Regions from separate parts of the Mus musculus genome. Here regions 1, 2 and 4 are each linked to region 3. Evidence: chromatin contacts called from public Micro-C and promoter capture Hi-C data. All regions are on one chromosome and are shown on one strand. The core of a region is the stretch at or near the end of the contact, and the rest is flanking DNA. Distances in the headings are between cores, read along the strand shown. Region 1 overlaps Clybl (citrate lyase beta like). Region 2 holds the start of 1700108J01Rik (RIKEN cDNA 1700108J01 gene). Region 3 holds the start of Tmtc4 (transmembrane and tetratricopeptide repeat containing 4). Region 4 overlaps Clybl (citrate lyase beta like).

Evidence for each region. Promoter capture Hi-C pulls out the DNA fragments that hold promoters and counts their contacts. A called contact is a pair of places that touch in the nucleus more often than the background predicts.
Region 1: a promoter capture Hi-C map of second pharyngeal arch cranial neural crest shows a contact between it and region 3. The contact joins the enhancer-like site here to the promoter of Tmtc4 in region 3. A contact is called at or near these places in 10 of 39 promoter capture datasets (the 3T3-L1 cell line, 3T3-L1-derived adipocytes, the C10 cell line and 6 more), 5 of 115 datasets of contacts at active chromatin or transcription factors (craniofacial prominence, embryonic forebrain, embryonic stem cells and 2 more) and 2 of 9 other capture datasets (liver and macrophages).
Region 2: a promoter capture Hi-C map of hippocampal neurons shows a contact between it and region 3, with 5 times the contacts expected there. The contact joins the promoter of 1700108J01Rik here to the promoter of Tmtc4 in region 3. A contact is called at or near these places in 6 of 39 promoter capture datasets (the 3T3-L1 cell line, cranial neural crest, embryonic stem cells and 3 more), 2 of 484 Hi-C or Micro-C datasets (cerebellum and embryonic stem cells), 14 of 115 datasets of contacts at active chromatin or transcription factors (SST interneurons, T-cell acute lymphoblastic leukemia, bone marrow-derived macrophages and 11 more) and 2 of 9 other capture datasets (adipose tissue and embryonic stem cells).
Region 4: a contact with region 3 is called in a Micro-C map of embryonic stem cells, with 4 times the contacts expected there. The contact joins the enhancer-like site here to the promoter of Tmtc4 in region 3. A contact is called at or near these places in 1 of 39 promoter capture datasets (the C10 cell line), 2 of 484 Hi-C or Micro-C datasets (cerebellar granule neurons and embryonic stem cells), 2 of 115 datasets of contacts at active chromatin or transcription factors (bone marrow-derived macrophages and large pre-B cells) and 2 of 9 other capture datasets (adipose tissue and liver).

The regions. Positions count from the first base shown.
Region 1 is chr14:122,197,419-122,202,579 of GRCm38.p6, forward strand. All of the region lies in intron 1 of Clybl (citrate lyase beta like), which reads left to right. Among named protein-coding and RNA genes, the nearest start is that of Clybl, 18 kb to the left of the region's middle. Within about 2 kb of position 2,958, at least 8 of the 459 cell types and tissues checked have an H3K27ac peak or open chromatin away from gene starts, as enhancers often do. A contact at or near this core is called in craniofacial prominence and second pharyngeal arch cranial neural crest, where this site is marked.
Region 2 is chr14:122,230,841-122,235,935 of GRCm38.p6, forward strand. 1700108J01Rik (RIKEN cDNA 1700108J01 gene) reads right to left here and starts at 2,798. Exons shown (of 2, transcript NR_015532.1): 1 at 2,616-2,798. All of the region lies in intron 1 of Clybl (citrate lyase beta like), which reads left to right.
Region 3 is chr14:122,981,954-122,986,912 of GRCm38.p6, forward strand. It overlaps Tmtc4 (transmembrane and tetratricopeptide repeat containing 4), which reads right to left and starts at 1,330. Exons shown (of 18, transcript NM_028651.3): 1 at 1,219-1,330.
Region 4 is chr14:122,338,862-122,343,492 of GRCm38.p6, forward strand. The region is part of intron 2 of Clybl (citrate lyase beta like); the gene reads left to right. Among named protein-coding and RNA genes, the nearest start is that of Gm25464, 47 kb to the right of the region's middle. Within about 2 kb of position 2,885, at least 9 of the 459 cell types and tissues checked have an H3K27ac peak or open chromatin away from gene starts, as enhancers often do. A contact at or near this core is called in cerebellar granule neurons and embryonic stem cells, where this site is marked.

The DNA of each region.
Region 1 (5,161 bases), core at 1,708-4,207, 780 kb before region 3:
TTCACTAATCAGGCTCAAACCTGCTGGCCAGCAAGCCCCAGGGGTCCGCCTGTCTTCACCTCCTAAGTGTGTGCCTCATGTTCCATTGTACATGGGTCCTGGGGATTGAACTCGGATCCTCATGATTGCAAGGCCAGGGCTTTACAGCCTGAGCTAGCTTTGTTTCGTCGCCTTTGAGTTTGGGGCACACTTGGGAGTGTGAGCTGCTCACTTTGCTCACTCCCAGTTTTGATTCCAGCTGTGGCTGTGGAAGAGGCTATACACATGGGGTGGCTTCTGCTGGAACCAGCTACCGTAAGCCCCACAGCCTGCTGGGCCGCAGTCCCCCATGTGGGCTGGTGCTGTAAGCTCCTTGAGGACAGGACACCATATTGACCCAGCTGCCCCCTGGCAGAGCTGGGGTGGGGCTGCTGCTTACCTGCCTACCTCTGAGCCTGGTCTGTTGGCTGTAGCCTCGAGCATTTGCAACCAACCGGGGACCAGCAGGGATTAGCAGCTTTTAGGCAGCACAAACACCTAAGGTGTTAAAATGAGGATCCCAGGCACCAGCCAACACAAAGCTTTGGAAGATGAAGGCTGTGCTGTTGACACAGGTGTGTGCTATTAATGAGTATCCTGCTTGGGGAGGAATTAGTTGAAAATGTTAATATTTCCAGGATTATTGTTAATGAGGGATAAAAATTGTATCTTTTCATCTTCGCAACCATATGGCTTCCTGCTTGATGTGGTTTTCTCTCAAAAAACAATTTTTAAACTTGTTATTTTTTTATTTTAATTTTTCTAAGGACAATAGTGTTTTCTTGCAGAACTCATTATTCGTTATATTGTGCAGGGAAATTAGAACAGTATTTACTTCCTAGAACAGCTTGTCACCAAACATCAACGGGAAGAGCTATTTTCAGCCTGTTTCTTTTTATTATTCAGGCATTCATTCATACATCCTTCTGGAAAAAAAAAAAAAAAAAAAAAAAGAATGGCCCTGGGCTCTGATCACCCTGGAGGCAGTCGCTCAAGTGGAGAAGGAAGAACAATGTGGGCAGAAGCCCCTCCGCAGGGGCAGAGGATCTGCATTTGGTTTTGTTAGTCTATTCTTGCCTTCATGTTTTGAGACAGGGTCTCTCTTCTTTCTGCCTCTTTGCTTCACACTTCTGCCTGGACCACAGGACTTCAGACCACTCTCCCGTCTTTGATTCCTGTCTCATAGTAGGAGCGCTGGGTTTACAGACAGGTGCTTTTTACGCGGATTCTGGGAATCTGGACTCAAGTGCTTAGTAGGCTTGCAAGGGCAAGCACTTTACCTAGTGATCCATCTCCTCAACTCTTGAGACATGGTCTCAGACTGTATCCCAGGCTGCCCATGAACTCATGGAGATCTGACAGCCTTAGCCTCCTGTGTAATGATGTCACAGGCATGTGTTGCCATTCTTAGTTGGCCTCTGTCCCTTCAAGTGCGGTGTGAGGTGGCTGGTGGGTGGAAGAGACTTTCAAGGAGTACTTCTGCCATGATTGTTTCTTGGTCTCTCAGCAGCCCCGATAACACCTTGGCCTGTGATAAGTCTTAGCAGTGTTGACTAAACTATGTTGGGACAGGTGGCAAGAAACAATGCCCTGTTCCTTACCTATGGCTGTGGTAAGATGCCCTGAAAATAGTAACTTATGGGAGAAAGGATTTATTTTGACTCACATTTTGGGATTTCAGTCCATCATAATGTCAGCAGCAGAAATTTGAAGCTGTAGTCACATTACACTGTCTAGAAATGGGCTGCAGAAATGGCACAGTGGTTAAGAACACTAGCTGTTCTTCCAGAGGCCCTAGGTTCAGTTCTCAGCACCCACATGGCATTTCACAACCAGGGAATCTGATGCCCTCTTCTGGCCCCTGTGGGCACTAAACACATGTGCGTGCACAGACATACATGTAGGGAAAACACTCAGACACATGAAAATATATATAACTTTTTAAAAAATGTAAAGAGAGATATGTGAATGCTTGTGGTTAGCTCACTCTGTTTCTACAGTCCAGGTTCTTAGCCTAGAGAATAGTGCTGCCCACAGTGGGCCAGACTTTCCACTCTGGTAACCTAGTTAAGATATTCCCTATAGGCACCTGGGTATTTCTAGATGTTATCAGGTTGACGGTTAGGATTAACCATCACACAGGGATAAGCTCAGAGTGCTGTTGAGATAACAGAGGTGGGGATGACTTTCTGGGGGTGTCTGGGACACCCTCATGGGTGCTGCCTTTAGAAGATGACATGGGAGGAAGAGATGGGTTCCTGGGAAAGGGGACTTGCATGCCCCATGGGAGTTAGGACAGGACAAGGTTGAGTATGGGGGCACTCGTCAGCATAGGACTTCTAATTTACAACCTGCTGGGCAATGGGTAGGCAGTGAAAATGATGGACCCATCAAGCTGGCTCTTCATCCTGTAGCCTGGTTGGTGTGCTGCTTTGTCGTTGCTAAGCAACATGAGGAAGAAAGGGTTTGTTTGGGCTCACTGGCTGCGGGGACCATCCATTATGGTAGGAAAGCATGGTGAGGTGGTTTGGGAAGCAGAGAGAAGTGGATGCTAGCGCTTACCAGCCTTCCCCTTTTTATTGAGTCCCTGACCCCAGCCCATGGAATGGGTGTTGTTTCACCTCCCTTAACCTGTCAGGAAACTCTGTCATGGATGTGTCCAGAGGTTGTTTCAAGGTGTCTTTGGAACCTGTCAATACAACAGACTTAATGGCTGGTCTGAGTGGTATTTATTCCCAGGGCATTTCCATCTCCTGCCCTACAGTTACAACACTGGGGGTCTGGGGATGCCGCTCGGGTGGTAGAGCATCTCTGATATGCAGGAGGCCCTGGGTTCCTGCACCTCAGCCCTTGGTGCTCTGGGAAAGCTAAATGAGCCAGCGCAACTGTGATGGCACCAGGAGTGCAGGCCCCTCGGCTTTAATGAGCTCACTGTGTTGAGCCGGTTCTAGCTGTTTGCAGCTCTCAGGTGACTTGGGATCTCTGCCTACTGCACACTTAGCTTCCTACATCTGCAGTTAATTTGTTAAGAGACCTTAATTAGAAACTTCAAACAGTTTAAATGTCAATCACCAAAGCAGTGAAGTTCTCAGGTCCCAGCGTTCTGCCGGTGTTGGTCATCGGGATGTAATCCCAGGTGGACATAATTCAAGACAGATGACATTCCTGGGTTGCAGTTACAAAGGGCTTCTATATGTGGGAACTAATAAGCTGGCCCCTGTTGTCGTTCAGCCAGAAGGATCATCCAGTTAGGTCTTCTGACTTTCTGTTCATACTTTCCGTTCATTCATGATTCCATGGTTGGGCCAGTGAATGGCAAAGGACCGCCAGAGCTACGCTGCACATAAAATGCGTGGTGTATACAGTAAGAGCGATAAGATTCCTATTTAACACTGCGCTTTTCAGAGGGAAAATAATCACAGGCTGGGAGTGTGGCTCAGTGATGGGCGGAGTGACCTAAAATGCTCAGGGTCCCTGGGCCACCACCACCAAAATCTGACCAATTTTATGCTTCTTTTTAAGTCCTAAGCTCGAAGGCACTAACAGATTTGGAACTCACAAATGTTGGCTCCTTGCCACTTTGTCTTTTTCTCTATTCTTTGGTCTCTTAAAAAATGTGATGAAAGGGTTAAATATGGCAACAAGTCTTGTTTTAACAGAAAGTAAAACCCAAGGCAGGCAGAATAAATTAACGCCCGCCCTTCTCTGCAGGTCAGTTAGTGGGTGTTACATCCTTTGTCGTTTGTGCTACAAAGTAAATAATTTTGGGCAGCTGGGTACTTTTCACCACTTGTACATTTATGACTAATGATACCAGAAGATCTGTGGTCATCAAAAAGAAAAAACTGTGTGAGGGAGTTCTAAGTTGTGTTTTGTTGTGTCTTGAAAGCTTAAGAATATACATATTAAGAAATATGTGTACGTAAGTCATTTATATGGAATCTTATTTTATTTGAATTTGAAGTGTTTTTAAGTTTTAAAACTAGTTCAAGTTTCTCATACCGAACTGTGGGGTTTTGTTTGTTTGTTTGTTTGTTTGGATTTGGTTCTTTTTGTTGAGTCAGAGTTTCTCTGTGTAGCCCTGGCCAGTCTAGAGCTTAGACTGTAGATCAGGCTGGCCTTAAACTCAGTGACCTGCCTACCTCTGCCTCTGCTGGGATTACAGGCATGCACCAACATGTCTGGCCCCTATTTTTTTTTTAAATATATATTAAATTATATATTTGGCATTTAAAAGTTAACTTGTTTGTTGTTTTGTTTTGTTTTTTGTTTTTCGAGACAGGATTTCTCTGTGGAGCCCTTGGCTGTCCTGGAACTCACTTTGTAGACCAGGCTGCCCTCGAACTCAGAAATCCACCTGCCTCTGCCTCCCAAGTGCTGGGATTAAAGGCGTGTGCCACCACGCCTGGCTTAAAAGTTAATTTGTATTTTTAAAAGATAAGAAGAAAATGACTAATTGTTATTTCTTAGACATAAAGATGTTAGACATAGAAATAAAGATGCTACCTTAAAAGTCTGTGTGTGTGTGTGTATGTATGTGTGTAGTATGTGTGAGAGAGAGAGAGAGAGCAAGAAAGCAGTACAGTGTGTGTGTGTATGCATGCATGCGTGCATACCACCATACATGTGTGGAGGTCAGAGGACAATGCTCACACCCATTACCTTCCTTCTACTGTGAGTTTCTGGGATCCAGCTCAGGTGGTCAGGCCTGCACCTTGGCTGGCTAAGCCTCTCACTGGCCTGTCAGCTGCTTTTGGAAGTTGAAAACTTATTTTTAACTTTGTATCATTTTTAGGTTTCCTTTCTCCAAACAAAGTATGTTGGTAAATCATCTCTGGGCAGAAACAGCTCTCAGCAAATAGCCAAACATACCCCGACTGGAGATTTCATGCATTTTCGGGTAGCCAGCTCTGTTTTAAAGGCTTCTAGGAGGTGTTTTCTTTTGAAAGCAGCTCATTGGCGCTGTTTGGTGTGCTGGGTGTTGTTAAAACTCCATATAAATGTACACATATTAAAACACAAGGTTTACAGGTCCATTCGGGCCTTTTCTCTCGTGCGGCTCCCATGATCAACCCCCACCCCCACCCCCGTGCGTTACAGCAATCCTTGGGCTGTGAGCATGGGCACAAAGCCGCTTTATGTG
Region 2 (5,095 bases), core at 1,548-4,047, 750 kb before region 3:
AGAAAGCCAAAAGGATTAGCAACAAAGAAAGCTTGTCACCTTTGTGCAGAAGCCAGCTGGCACCTCTCAGTGACAACCTAACCGGCTCCATTTTCACTGAAGCCAAGCCGCAGAGCATTGCGGGTCTGAATAGGCAAGGGGGGCGGGGGGGACCGAGCCTGGAGCATGACGGAGCTCGTTTCTTTTATTAGAGGTGACACGGGGCGAAACCCACAAATATAAAGAAACTTTAATAAGCGGTGCGAGCTCGGGCTTCGGGGATGCCTTGAAGAGTGTTAGGCCTTCCAAAGCCATTTCTGATTTAGTTTTCAAACTTAGAGGGGAAAGAAAAAGCCAACTGTCTCAGCCTTTGCTTTGGTTAGGTGACCTAAATAGATTGTAACTCTACGATAAATCAATGTCCTAACTGTGAGCTAGATGCCGCCTCGGCTCTGGGGACAGTCGCCCTAGACGAAGAGTTCCAGTGTCTTTCTAGAACTCTGGACTGTCCTGAGTAGCTTTTGGGGAAAATAAAGGTTCTGAGCCATTTTACTGTTTGCTTTTCCATTTGAAAAATCTGTCAGCTGCAGAGTCATTTTTTCCCCCTCTGGGATCACTGTGATGCCCCGAGGTGGGTACTTCAAATCTGTCTGTGAAATGCCACTTAAAAAATAATACATAAAATTGTTCTTCTTTATTTAATCAAATGAAGGATATTTGAGAAAGAACTTTTTTTTTTTTTTTTTTTTTGAGTTGGGGGCCATTGCCACAGGGTCTGTATGTAGCTATGACTGTCCTAAAACTCACTATGTAGTTCAGACTGGCCTTGAACTCACAGAAATCCACCTGCTTCTGCCTCTGAGGTGTGTGCCACCACGCCTGACTGTCACTTTGTTTTCTAGTAGTTATTCTATGGGAATGTTAAGTAATAGTTGTGGTTATTAGAGATAGCCAACCTTAGTGTGCCCTTCCGTACACTGCTACACATAGTGTTGGGAGAGGTACTCGGTAGGTGTAAAGAAATGATAAATGCCTATGTTCTTCGCGGGTATTGTGCCAGCTTTTAAAAAATTGCCAGTGACTTGTATGTTAGCAAAAACATGTGATATGAAAATCTCTAAAGGCTTTGACTGTGAGACTGAGTTACTCAGTACCTGTAAAAAAAAAAAGATGACTAAAATTAATAATGAATATGGTGATAATGAGCAATCTCTCTTCTGGTTCCAGTTGCTTGGAACCAGATTGCTCTTGGTTTATGACAGCTTAGTATCCACGGGTTTGTAAAATACTGTAATGTGCTGCATAACAGTAGCATAACAGGAAAATTAGCCCCCCTTTATTTTATGGGCCAAAGTTCTAATCACCATATTGATCATGTTGAAGAGGAGCAGTGTTTTCCAGTTAAAGGACAGTCTGATTAAAATAGGATTCTTCAAAAATGTCTTAAATGCGGAGGATACATTTATTCTTTTTTAAAGTACCGATTAATGACATTTTCATAAGTGTACGTAATGTACATTAGACCCACTTAGCCTGCTATACTATCCTTTCTCACCCTCCTAGATTTCTTTTGGAAATGATTTTTCTTCATTTGTTAAAGATGAAGTGGCCACAGTATATATCTGGGTTTTATTTGTTTTTGTTTTTTGTTTGTTTGTTTTGCCACTATTTCAGAAACAGAACCATGTCAACAGGCACAGGGAAATCCAAATGATGTTTCTAGAACTTGTTTTACAGCCTAAGCAGGCAGAGAAGCATTCCAAAGTGGCCAGGGTCAGAAACAGAAAGGCTAGGGATGGGTCCCCCCTCTGCTTAAAGAAAGAAGAAAAACATAAGTCTCATGGATAATTAAAACTGCCTGAGTGTTTCATGAGTATTTTTCACAGCAATATTTCCATAAAAATATTTTAGTTGAGGGATACAGAGAAAGGATTAATAATAGAAAGAAAAAATCCCATTTTATTATATATATATATATATATATATATATATATATATATATATATATATATATAGTTTTTAGTCAATATAGTTTTCAGTGGGGACAAAAACAAAACAAAACAAAACAAACAAAAAACCCTAAAGTGTACTTTCATAGGATAACCCGAAGAAACATCTCCACATATGGTCCCGAAGGTTTACAAAAATAAACTGGTGGAAATGACCATGTGTGTGAAAAGAAGTCCGTTTGGAGTTGCTCGGGGACCACTGTTAGGATCCAGTGGCGCTTCCAGTCCATCAGACATTGTGATAATCAAGTGTACATTTTCATTCAGGGAGTTTAGAGAGAGCATTATTCTATATCCCATAGAATAATGTTTTCTTTAAACAACTCTTAACATCAAAATGGCAAAACTGTCGGACGGAGGCATGTTAGATAAAACAGATGGGATTCTCAGATCGTGCACCGTTCAGCCGTTTGATGGAATTCGCGCCACCCTGACCAGCGAGCCCAGATGGCGCTTAAATCTGTCACTCTTTAACGACCCTACTGTTTTTTAAAAATATTTTTATATTGAGCTCATTCAGTTTAATCTGAGAGATTAATCATTTCCAAGATCTGTCCGGGGAGGGCTGGCTGAGGGCTTTCTCTTGCCAGAACGGAAGCAGGAAGGATGGCAGAGGACAGGGCCTACCTGCTAGCCGAGTCCTGGACTGGAGGCCCCTGTGGGCTTTGGGACATTCACAGACAGCAGGGTTGAGAAGCCCACCCGGGGCGTAGTAGCAGTGGGGCTGAGGGAGAAAGGAACAGACATTTGGGAAAGGCCTGGGGGGTGGAGGTGAATACTGACGCATCCAGAAAAGCCGTTGCTGTTGCCAACCTCCGCGTTCTGCAAGGGGTCTGGAACTGGCTGGGTGATGCCGGGATGGCCCTCACTACAAAGGGTTGACCCGGTGGGTGTACCACCTGGAGCAGACCCCCCGGTGGAAGAACCTCTCCAAGATGGTTCTAGAAACAATCCGCTTTACACTGGGACTCTCGCCAATCTTATAGGTCTTCCTCCCAAGGGCTCCCATCCTCCTTTCTTCTTAAATTTCGGGACAGTGATTTGTGCTGTGAGACGCTGGCTAGCCTCTCCTTCCATGTCCCTAACCTCATGTATGTTTGCAGAGTGGCTTGCAATTGCTGACCTGCTAGGACTAAGGGGGAAAATAAATGTTTTTTCATTATGCAGTTGTGGTTTTTATCCCCATCCCCCGCATCTGATATATCAGGCGTCAAAATATGTTGCAGAATTTACAGCATTAATGTGAAAATTTCTATTACCACTAAAAGGCTACCAGCGATGGTCATACAGTCACACAAGTAAGGGGGCCCTGCTGCCGAAAGAAAGATGCTCTCGGCTATGTTTGGGTGTGGCAAGGCAGCACTTCTATGGGTCATGTGACTACCACTTTTAACTAGGGGTCTCCTAGAGGGATGCTGATATGCCCGGGTCCAAGTGTCCTATGCCCACCCAAGTTTCTGCCTATTGAACTCACATGTTGGAGTTTTGGTTTAGGATGCAGGTTCTTTCTAAGCGAATGGGTTTGGTGGAGACCCATCAGAGAGGAACAGAGAAGAGAGCTGTGTTTGGGAGCTTTAGGGTTTCTGGGGACTCAAGGTCCAAAATCATAACGGCAGATATGAGGGTGCTCAGGAGGCAGGACAGAAGGGTTGACACAGGTTCCAGGTCAATCTGCTCTACTTAGTGAGTTCCAGGCTAGCCAACGGTACATAGTGAGACCTTGTTTTTCCATAGGCTTTGATCTGTTCTGAGCAGAGCACTGAGCACTTAATATGCTGATATTGAACACGTAGCAGCCTGGGTTGCAGCAACATGCACCTTATGGAAGGACCCCATGGCAGTCCTCCTCAGGAAGCTGAGCCTGCCCACAGGGAGCTCCCTCCGGAGGAACGGAAAGGCCACCTGCTGTCTTCTGCAGCAGGATCAGGGTGTGATGATAATTAGAACAATTAGAACGATTGGACTCTGCACGTGTACCGGTTTCAGTCTACAAAGTATAAAATAGGACAGGTTATGGGAGGCAAATTGTTTCCACACTAAACGTTATCTTGATGGGGCCAAGGGGGATGGATGGCCAAGGGAATGGCCTCCTCCTTGCTGTGTAGGCAGGAGGCTCAGTTCTTGATCAGCAACATTCATGTACAGGAAAGGCACAGCTTGTACACTGTGACCCAGCACTGAGGAGGTGGAGACAGAAGATTCTTGGGACTTGCTAGCCAGCCAGGTTCACTTAGAGACTCTGCTTCAAAAAATAAGGTTGGAGCTGGGCATGGTTTTTATCTCAGCATTCAGGAGGCAGAGGCAGGGAGATCTGTGTGAGTTCAAGGTCAGCCTTGTCTACATATTGAGACCCAAGACAGTCAGGGCTACTTAGTAAGGCCCTACTTTAGGGGGAAAACAGGTTGAAAGTGATTGAGAAAGATACCTGACCTCTAGTGTGCACACAAGAGTGCACACACACATATAGTGTGCATATACACAGATAGCATATAGCATATATACAGCACAACACACACACAGATACACATGCTCACATAGCATGCACACACAGTGCACACAGACATACACATACACATATACAGTGTATAACACATACACGTACATTGCTTACACGTATGCACACACATACACAGCACATACAATGCACACACATACATATATACACAGCACAGAACACATATACAAACACACAACATACAGACACATAGCATACAGTCTTGATGAAGTAATATAATTCGTGTATTTGATATTATTTTAAAAGTTACTACTTTGTTTTTTACTACATTAAGTATTCCTATAGTTATAATAAATATTTTATTAGATTTTTTTTACTGGTTTATTCATTCTAATTATTTAATTTCCTCTAAAAACTAAAAATTTGGGCTGGAGAGATGGCTCAGTGGTTAAAAGCATTGGCTATCTTCCAGAGGTCCTGAGTTCAATTCCCAGCAACCACATGGCGGCTCACAACCATCTGTAATGGGATCTGGTGCCCTCTTCTGGTGTGTCTAAAGACATCTACAGTGTACTCATATTCATAAAAAAATCTAAAATCTTCATAATATTCCTATTAGTGAATAGTCTTATCTGAAACAACAGGAGCAGAT
Region 3 (4,959 bases), core at 80-2,579:
AGCCTCTTGTCCTTTACATTAAGGGCAATGCATCCAGGGCCAGTTGCCCTTCAGGATGGAGGGCAACCTTGCCTCTAGAAATCAGATTAAATAATGTGATAGTTTCTGACCACCCGTATCTGGCACGATGCAGAGAGAGCTAGCACACATTGTGCTAGAGGCAAAGGAGCCAGCCATCCTCTGTAGTGATGGGCCAAAAGCAGAGTAAGGTGAATCCTGTTGTGACCCATCTTCCTAATTCAAGAAGTGGCTGCCCATCTGAGGTTTCACATTCAGAATTTCTGCCTCAGAAAGTTTCCACTTTGCTAGCATGTAACCATTTTCCCACCCAGGTGGGCGAGCATACCTCACTTTGCCCCAGTTCCACCTATAGTGCACAGCTTTCGGGGGATGCAGGTACAAGGGGCAAAAATGGTTCCAGTCAATCCTTACTATAATTCTCCCCATCCATCTGTTCACGGGGAGAGAGCAAAGTGTGGATGATTCAGTGGAGATATCTGTCCTCTAACTCCTCCTTTCTTTTGTGTGTAGTTATAAAAAGAAAGAAAACACAAACAGCCCACAGTCACAACATCAACAACCCAGACTCCCCGTGGAGTTCGCAGGAGGTGAGGCGGTTGCTACACCACCTGCTTGGCTCCCCCAACTCCTGGCAGCCGTTCCAGGCTCCCAGGCCAGTGGTACCAGCTTTGCTCCACAGTTGAGCGTAGAGTAACTGGCACTCCTGGCTCTGCTGGGTGGCTCTCCGTGTAACCCTGGGCGGGCGGCCAAGCTACCCGGCTGTGTCCAGCCGTCGCCCGTGCCTTGGCCAGCTGGCGACCAGGCGCGGGGACCCCGCGGCCAGGTGGCCGCTGCACCCGGTGGACTCCCGGGTTACAAAGCTGTTGCACGGCTGGGTCAGACAGTAGCAGGCAAGGGTCTGGCTCGGCGACCTCGGCCGTAGCAGGGCAGTGCCGGAGCTTGAGCTCGGGGCGCGCACCCTTACCGCGCGCTCTTTGTCCGGGGTGCGGCTTCTACCCAGGCGCAGACCGCCCGGGGCGGCGTCCGCGGGAGGCAGCTCGAGTGTCGGAGCTAACTCTAGTAGAGGTGCAGAGCTCGGGCGCCGCCCCCGGGCCCCAGCGCAGGGCTGGCGGCTCAGCTGAGAGCCCGGGAGCCCGCGCCCAACTCCGAGCGCCCTGCAGCTGCGCTCGGCCCTCAGCGGGCCGCCCCGCGCTTTACCTGCAAGGAGCACGAGCCGCGATCTCATCTCCCCTCCCGCGTGCTTAAACTCCGGCGGCTCCCCAGCCCGCCGCCGCCAGGGGAGGGGCTGCCCTCCCACTCCCACCCCGCCGCGTCCCGCCCCCCGCCGCGCCGCTTCCCACTCGCGGCTGCCCGCTCCCGTCTAGTCCCGCCTCCCGCCGCGGGACCATCGGTTGCCCTTTCCATCACTCACGCTCTCCTCTTCCGCTTATTGGTCCGTGTCGGAGTGACGTCGGAACAGAGCGCTCGCCACGAAGGAGGCGCAGGGGCAGACAGGCTTTGCTGGGAAGAGAAAGCGCAGCTGGGACGCGAAGCAGCAGCGGCGGTTCCCGGGCCTGGCCGCTGTTCCCTGCGGATCCGTGCGTTCTAAGCCTATTCCTGGCTTGTCTCGCACGTTCCGCCGAGGGCTGTGGAATCCCTGCAGAAAATCTCAACTCCACGCTTCTTTCTGTCTGAAGTTGTTGAAGAAATGTCCCCACTTTCTCCCTTTGAAACGGGAAGTGACTTCCTCCTCCTAAGGCCGTGCAACCTCAGGACTGCGCCTCCTTTGGAGCAGTGCCATACAGTCACGACCACTAGGTGCTACACCTCCCTCCTGATGGGAAGGTCACCCACTCAGTTTCCACTCCTAGTACTTATTTGTGCTGCCACCTTCAAGAGAAAAAACCTTTGTACTTTCCACTACCAGACTTACAGACCTCAAACCTCAATGACCTCCGACCCTCCTCAAAGCATCAGTCTCTGATCTGTCTCCCTCTTTGGAGTGGAGTCCGCATCCTCAGCACCAAGTGACTTCCAAGCTTTCCTCTGCTCTATGTGTCACCCTGCCTTTCGCTGCCCTTCATCGCTGAAGCAGAGTGCTTCTCCCCTCCCCCACCCCCACCTCCACCCCCAACCACAGCTGTTTCCAACTTCATTCATTTGGCTTTCATTCAGGGAAACTGCATTTGCCAGTCACCTCTGCTGTCTTCTGCCCTTACTAAGGCCAGAGGACATTTTGCTTCCCAATGCTACCTCATCTCACAATTTCCTCCTCCTTAAAATGCCCTCTTCTTTATGCCTATTGCCTTTTCTCTCTCCTGTCCCCCTCCCCCACCCCACCCCCAAGTCTATTTGACTGGCTTGCCTGCCCTGAATGATCGCTAAGAGTTTTAAAAGCCTCATCCTTTTCTCCTACTCCACAAATTTCCCTGTATGATTTAATCTGCTGCCAACACTCCAATCAATACATTTCAGATTTACACTTCTTTTCCTTGCTTTCTCGGAGTTCAAACCTATTTATCTAGTTCCCCACTTAGCTTCTCCCCTTGTATATGCCACCACATCTCAAATAGTAAGACATCCGTCATGCTTTCTCTGCCTTCCTTCTGGTGGTCTGTGACAGCCAGAGTATCACAAACCAAAGTCGGCTTTAGTCCTGGCATCTAATGAATGGTCAAGGTCCTGATTTATAAGTGCCTCTACCTTTATATGCCTCCTCCACCAACTGACTGATTGTTAGGAATATAAGTTTAAAGAAATTGTGTAACTTAGTAACAATTTTGTGCGACTTGCAATAATGCAATGTATGTGAGATAGAAATTGCCCACCAAGAGGCAGGCGGATTTCTGAGTTCGAAGCCAGCCTGGTTTACAAAGTGAGTTCCAGGACGGCCAGGGCTATACAGAGAAATCAATATCTCTAAAAACCAACAACAACAAAAACAAACAAACAAAAAAAGCAAGCAAACAAACAAGCAAAAAGAAACTGGCCACCAGGCAGCTCTGATAGGAGCCAGGCCACAATTACAAGCTCCAGGCTGGCCACCTGGCAGCTTGAATACAAGTCAAGTCCAGGACAGGTTTTACTAAGCTAATGAAATACTCCCCAAGGTAGACACTTCCTATGCTGGTCAACTAGTCACAATCTGTGAACCCTGATAGCACAAATCTACCATCTAATGAAGTAATACATAAATTGAAAGATTGGGAGTGGTCTCTACTCTAGGATCAAACTGTCCTGCTCCAGAGACAAGGCTTCTCTAACCTCAGTGTGGATTCCCATCAGCAAGAAGACTTGAGACTGTGTATGGCCCTGGCCTCAGTGACCATTGAACTTCTGGCACTGTGTGTCACTGGGCCCACACAGGCCTACCTGTGATGGCTCCTGGCCTATGCTCACAAGGACCTCCTAGGATCTCCTTCAGTGCCATCCCCAGCCTGCCACAGTTGAAGGACTTCATGGAGGATGAAGATCAAGCCTATGAGAAGATTTCCCTGTGAATCCGTCCCTGTACATGGTGTTTCTGCCCAAACAACTGCTCCTGCTCCATGATATGTCTAAGCGTGATATTATATTAGCATGGTATTATAATGAATGTTTGTATGAGTAAACAAAACATATTTGAAAGACAAATTTATGTAGACATCCTAATTGCCAAGTGCCTTTCAGCCCCATAGGCCATACCCTCCACACTACTACATGTACAAGTTAAGTAAACATTAGATTTGAAATTAATGTTTAATAGAGAATTTAAAATACTTTAAAGCCTTATAAATCATCAATTTTTACATCTTGGACTGAAGCTGATTTGTTTACAGCTTGGGGAGTGGTTATCAATTTTGGGTTTTAGGACATTTTAGACCAAAGCTGATTTGGTTATAGTTTAGGGAATGGTTATAGTGTTTGGCATTTAACATGTTGAGCTCTGAAATGTTTACATTTTAGGTGGATTCAGTTAGTGTGACTAGGGGTTTTTGTTGTTGTTGTTGTTGTTGTTAGCATTGTCTAAACTCCACCCCCACAGTTACCTGGCAACAGCCAGGTATGCTCCTCCCCACAGTTACCTAGCAAAAAGTCAGGTAGGCCTGACCCACTATAAAAAAGGATGCTTGCCCCCTCCTCCCTCTCTTGATCTCTTACCTCTCTCTTGTTCTTGCTCCCCCTTTCCCCATTCTCTTCCCTTTCCCCTCTCTCCACGTGCTCATGGCCATGGCCAGCCTCTGCCTTTCTCTGCCTCTACTACCCTCTTAACTCTCCTCCCCATGCCCTGAATAAACTCTATACTATACTTTCATGTGGCCAGTCCCTCAGGGGGAAGGGAAGCCTCAGCATGGGTCCGTTGAGACATTCCCGACCCCCCCCCAATACATCACCCCCACACCCTCTCCCCAGCATAGAACATAACCCCCTCTCTGTTTATCTTTTTATAAACACATCATTTTTAAAGTCTTAATGAGATCCCCTTGACCCAAAGGAGAAGATAAGGAACTCGGAGCCTCTTTGACTTAAAAACAAAACCAAACCAAACAAAAACAAAACCAAAACCAAAACCAAAACCAAGATTATTTATAACTGTGTAGGTGCAGGTGCCCACAGAGCCCTAAAAGGGTGTCAGATCTCCTGGAGCTGGAGTTCTGGACATTTGTTTCCACTGCAAATGTAATACAGGCTCTTAACCACCTCTCCAGTCTCACAAGTTCCCTTTTTGCTTTTCACCCTAGCTCACTCGACAAAAGTTCCACTTAAGAGTGTATAGTGGGTAGCAGCACCCACCCTTGAAGTCCACCTAGCAAAGATTAAAGAGTGGCAAGAGATCTCCACACCTGTTCTCAAACATGTACATTCCAGAAAGAGAGACAAAACACGCAAACTTGTACTCATAAGGCTAAACAATTAAATGGTGAGTACCTAGAAAGTACTAGAAACTGCTAGAAAGGAAGTGCAGATGACAGAGGGGTC
Region 4 (4,631 bases), core at 1,635-4,134, 640 kb before region 3:
AGTGTTGGCGAGATCCAGCCAGGAGCTGGGCAAGGACGAGGGTGGGAGGAAGGGCCTGCCTTCCTCCAAAATCAATGTCCCTGTTAACTTGGGCAGAAGAAAATCTGACAGCTCTGGAAACCTGCCCATCTGAGGCAAAAGAGGAAGCCGAGAAGCAATTGGAGCCAGAGGAAGACTAGAAATGGCAGGCGAAATTAGCTGCCTGTTGGGAACCCAGGGCACAAGCTCTCCATTCTGTTTTCAAGATAGGCCTGATAGCCCTGGGCACAGGTGCCATGCTCCATCCCCACATGGCCTTCCAGCTGCCCTTTGAAGCAGGCTGCCCCTTGGGGTCCAGTCAGAGCTGTTTTTTAAACATCCATGGAAAAGACAGGCCCTCAGCTCCAGACCCAGGTCTCCAAGGGGCTGTTACATTTTGTTATCTGGGATATATCTGAGAGGCCACAGGCCTCACTGAAGCCTTCAGAGAAACAGAAGTGCCACGAGATGACTCTAGAGGAGAATCACCTTTTTAGTGACAAGGTGGTGGTGTCCTACTGACCGATGGGTCTTTCAAACCTCTGGGAAAGAGAGAGTGGTGTGAGTCCACTCTCCAATTATACTCCACTTTCTATTCCTAATTCCAGTCACTCTGAAAACCAAAACGTATGTAGTGGGTTTAACAGCTGACCAGGAAACTCAAGCCAAAGCTTGTGTCCCCGACCGTGTGATATGATCAGTCCTGCATTTTGGGGAGGGAAGGCATGAAAGCGATTCCAGATACCATGTGAAAGTCCATACCATTATGGCTTCCGAAGCCCCAGGATTTGCTGTTGTGTTGTTATGGGTTTGAGGAGAACTTATGTCTATTAGAGAAGCCACAGATGACCAGAGAGAGCCCTTTGCACTGTAATAATTCATAGACAACATGTAGAGGTTTGGGGTTACAGAATTGTAGAAATTCACTTTTCTTGTGGTTTTAAGTACAGATTTTAGTTGGAAATACTATGTTGTTAAAAAAAAAAAAAAAAAAAAAAGACCTGAGCTTGTGGCTTTGCATAAAGCCCAGTGATAGCATGTTCCTCAGAATAGTTTTGGGTATCCTGGAACTTGGGTGTCCAGCTGGCCTCAATCTTAGACCCACCTGCCTCTGCCTCCCAAATGCTGGGATTAAAGTTGAACACTGTTGTGCCTAGTATTTGTGAGCAAGTCTTGTCTTAAAAGAGTGATTGCTACACATACTTCTGGCTTTCAGATGCCATGTCCCATGAACTACCTATTCAAGGAGGGATCAGGGGTGTGACTCAAAAGAGGACCCCCCCTCCCCTGTCCTCAGCACAACTGCTGTGAATGGTTAAAGGGTAAGTGATGTAAGCCACTTGATTGGGGTGGTACTTCTGAGGACGATGACAGCCTTGCAGGTCAGAGAGATGAGGAGGGTCCTGGTGAGCGCTAAAGCTGTAACATTGAATCCTAAAATCATCTCAGCTCTGTTTCCTGAACACCTAGCAGATGGTCCAGATTGTGACCCTGAGTATTTTCTAAGCGCAGGGCCATCTGTGTGTCCCTTTGCTTCTCTAGTTCCATTCTAGTTGCATCCTGCTAGGAAGAAGTGCTGTGGTTTCGCCTTTCTCAGTTAGGAGTGATAGAGGCAGCGTCTTTTCTGCCTTAAAATTCTGCACCAAAATGTTTTTGTCATATTATCTCAAAGTAAGTAAGTAAGTAAATAAATAAATAAATAAATAAATTTTTTTCTTCTAGATTTGCTAAAGATACTGACCTTGTGGGGCCAGGTCAAATTACTGAGTACTTTGCGTTTCTGGAACGCTTTGTGTTGGCTTTGGTTAGCAGACTGCAAACCACTATCAAAAGGGGCCACTCAGAGTCGGTTCTGCACTGGGGACTGATGGGATGGGATGAGGAGTCAGTCTGTCTCGTCTGCTGCTGACTTTTAATATATAGAAGGTATGAGGATTCAATTAGCAGGTCTCCATCCAACACCAACATGGTGCCTGCCATGTAGAAAGTACACAGTATATCTTAATGTATGATCGCTGGGCTACAGGGCTGCCCCTTTGTCTCCCAGTCTTTGGAAATAATATGGTAGCACTATGAAGTGCTGGAAATATATGCTCACTCGGGCTGTAACCCTGGCCCCCACATTCCAGGCCTCTGACCCCACCCCCACCCTGTTACCTGCCATCCTTGGCTGCTAGCACCTGTCTATTTTAAATAGTTTGCAGAGAAGGGATTTTTTTTCTTTTGTCTTCCTTTGAGAACTCTTTAGAGTCTCTCTTAACATATTTTCACAAGGGCTCCGCCCGTGTGACCTCTCAAAGGCTGTGCACACCTCCAGATGTGATCACACTGGATATTGCCTTTCAGCTCATGGATTAGGGATGGATGACAACAGTTAACCCAGAGTGGAACTCCAGCAGAGGTGCTGCCCACCATATTTTAGGCTACCTCAGTCTACCACAAGATATCAATTCTACTAGCAGTGACCAACAGTACTTGGGGTGTGGAGGCAAAAAGATCAAGAGCTTGAGGCCAGCCTGAGATACTTAGTGAGTTTGAATCTGTCCTGGGCTACATGAGACCCAGTTTCAAAAAAACAAAAGTGGGGAGGCAGGCAGGCTGAAAATATGATTTTGAGGATGCTTGATTTCTTTCTTCCTTCCTTCCTTCCTTCCTTCCTTCCTTCCTTCCTTCCTTCCTTCCTTCCTTCCTTTCTTTCTTTCTTTTTTCTTCTTTTTTCTTCCTTTTTTTTTTTTCTAAACAAAACAAAACAAAACAAAACAAAACAGGGGCTTACTTTATAGCATTGACTAGCCTGGAACATTGACTGAGCTGGCTATGAAGTTACAGAGATCCACCTGCCTCTGCCTCCCTATGCACCCTGACACCCATCCTCTTCTTTTGCCTGGGAGTGGCCCACCGTGGGTGTGGCTTTGTTTTTGCTGGTAGTCCCAGCAGGAAGCCTGTAGTTCTGCTGTGATTTAAACATGCGTGTCATTCTGGAATTCCTTGGGTTGAAAAAGTAATATCCGAGATGCCCTTGTGAATGAGATTAGTGTCCTGATAAAAGAGATTCTAAAGAGTTTGTTGCCCCCTCTATCATATTAGGACGCAGTGGGAAGGCACCGCCATGAATCAGGGAGTGGGTCTTCACCAGACATCAAACCTACTGGTGCTTTGGTCTTAGATTTCCCAGCCTACAGAACTGTGAGATTCAGTGTTTTTTGTTACTAAGCCACCTAGACCTGACTAGACAATCAGCAAGGAAGATCAAAGGCCCAATCCTTCCTAACCCCCGCTGGCTGAGATTTCTCAGGAATTGGGAGGGGATCTGAAGGCCTGCTACAGGTAGGATTTTCTTTTTCCTCTCACCTACAGATAATGGGATAGTGCTTAGCAAAAATATGCATAACACTGAAGATGCAAATAAGGGCCAGGGAGTCTGTAGGCAGCTGCTCACCCTTTCTCAGCCAAGTGGGCTTAGTCAAATTCTATTCTTTTGGAACCTGGATTTATTCTTGATAACTATTCCCTTCCATGGATAATTTTTATTGTGACCATAATGTGTTCCCTAAGAAGGAGAAGGAAAAGAATCAGATTGGATATTCTTGGAGGCAGAAACCATCTATTTAATATATATTTATCTTTAATGTATGTTTGAAGGGGTGTGGTTGAGAGGACACAACTGAGAAAATATTGAAAATGTTATCACTGTTAAAATACATATCTGGCTTCCGATTCTTGTACTATAGTATGGTCATATATAAGAATTTATGTGATAGAGGTCAGCAAACCCAGTTTCTCTTCCTTTTGGCATACAATTTTATTCCTCAGATTCTTCTGTAGTTATATATTACCTTGGAGTTAAGTTTGGTAACTACGAATGTAGCTTCTAAGGTTGACCTTAGACACTTCTACATTCTTGCTACCTCATTAGGCTCATTGCTAAGAGAGGGAGAGGAACAGGGAGAGGGAGAATATTTGGGAGTTGCAGATTAAAGATGGTAGAGCCAGGGCTGGAGAGAGAACTCAGAGAGAAGAGCATATACTATTCTTTCAGAGAACCTGTGTTTGGCTCCCAGGACCCATACCAGGATATCAGGAGCTCCAGCTCCAGGGCATCTGATACCCTCTGGCCTCTCAGGGACCTGCATACATGTGACATACGTACACAAATACACATAAATCTTTTAACACAACAACAACAGAGAGCTACTGATAGCCTGGTCTCTGAATACAGACAGACAGACAGACACACACACACACACACACACACACACACACAGGTAGGCACACAGACACATATAGGCTCACACATGGGGAGAAAGAGAAGGAGAGACAGAGATAGACAGAGACAAACATTGGGATGTGAGGTTATGTAAGGAAGGATTTTTGAAAGATAGCCCAGAGCATCACAGAGGCTGAGAAATTCTGTGATCCCGTGTCTGTAAGCTAAAGAAATATAGTCTTCCAATCCGAGTCCAAAGCCAGAGAGCCAGGACTTCAGTGGCCAGAGGCAGAGGAGGATTGAAGTTCAGATGAAGGAGAGAGAAATTCACCGTTTTTCTTGCTCTCAGCCTTTACCAGATTGGGTGATGCCCACCCACACTGGTGAGAGAATCTCTTCCAAAACC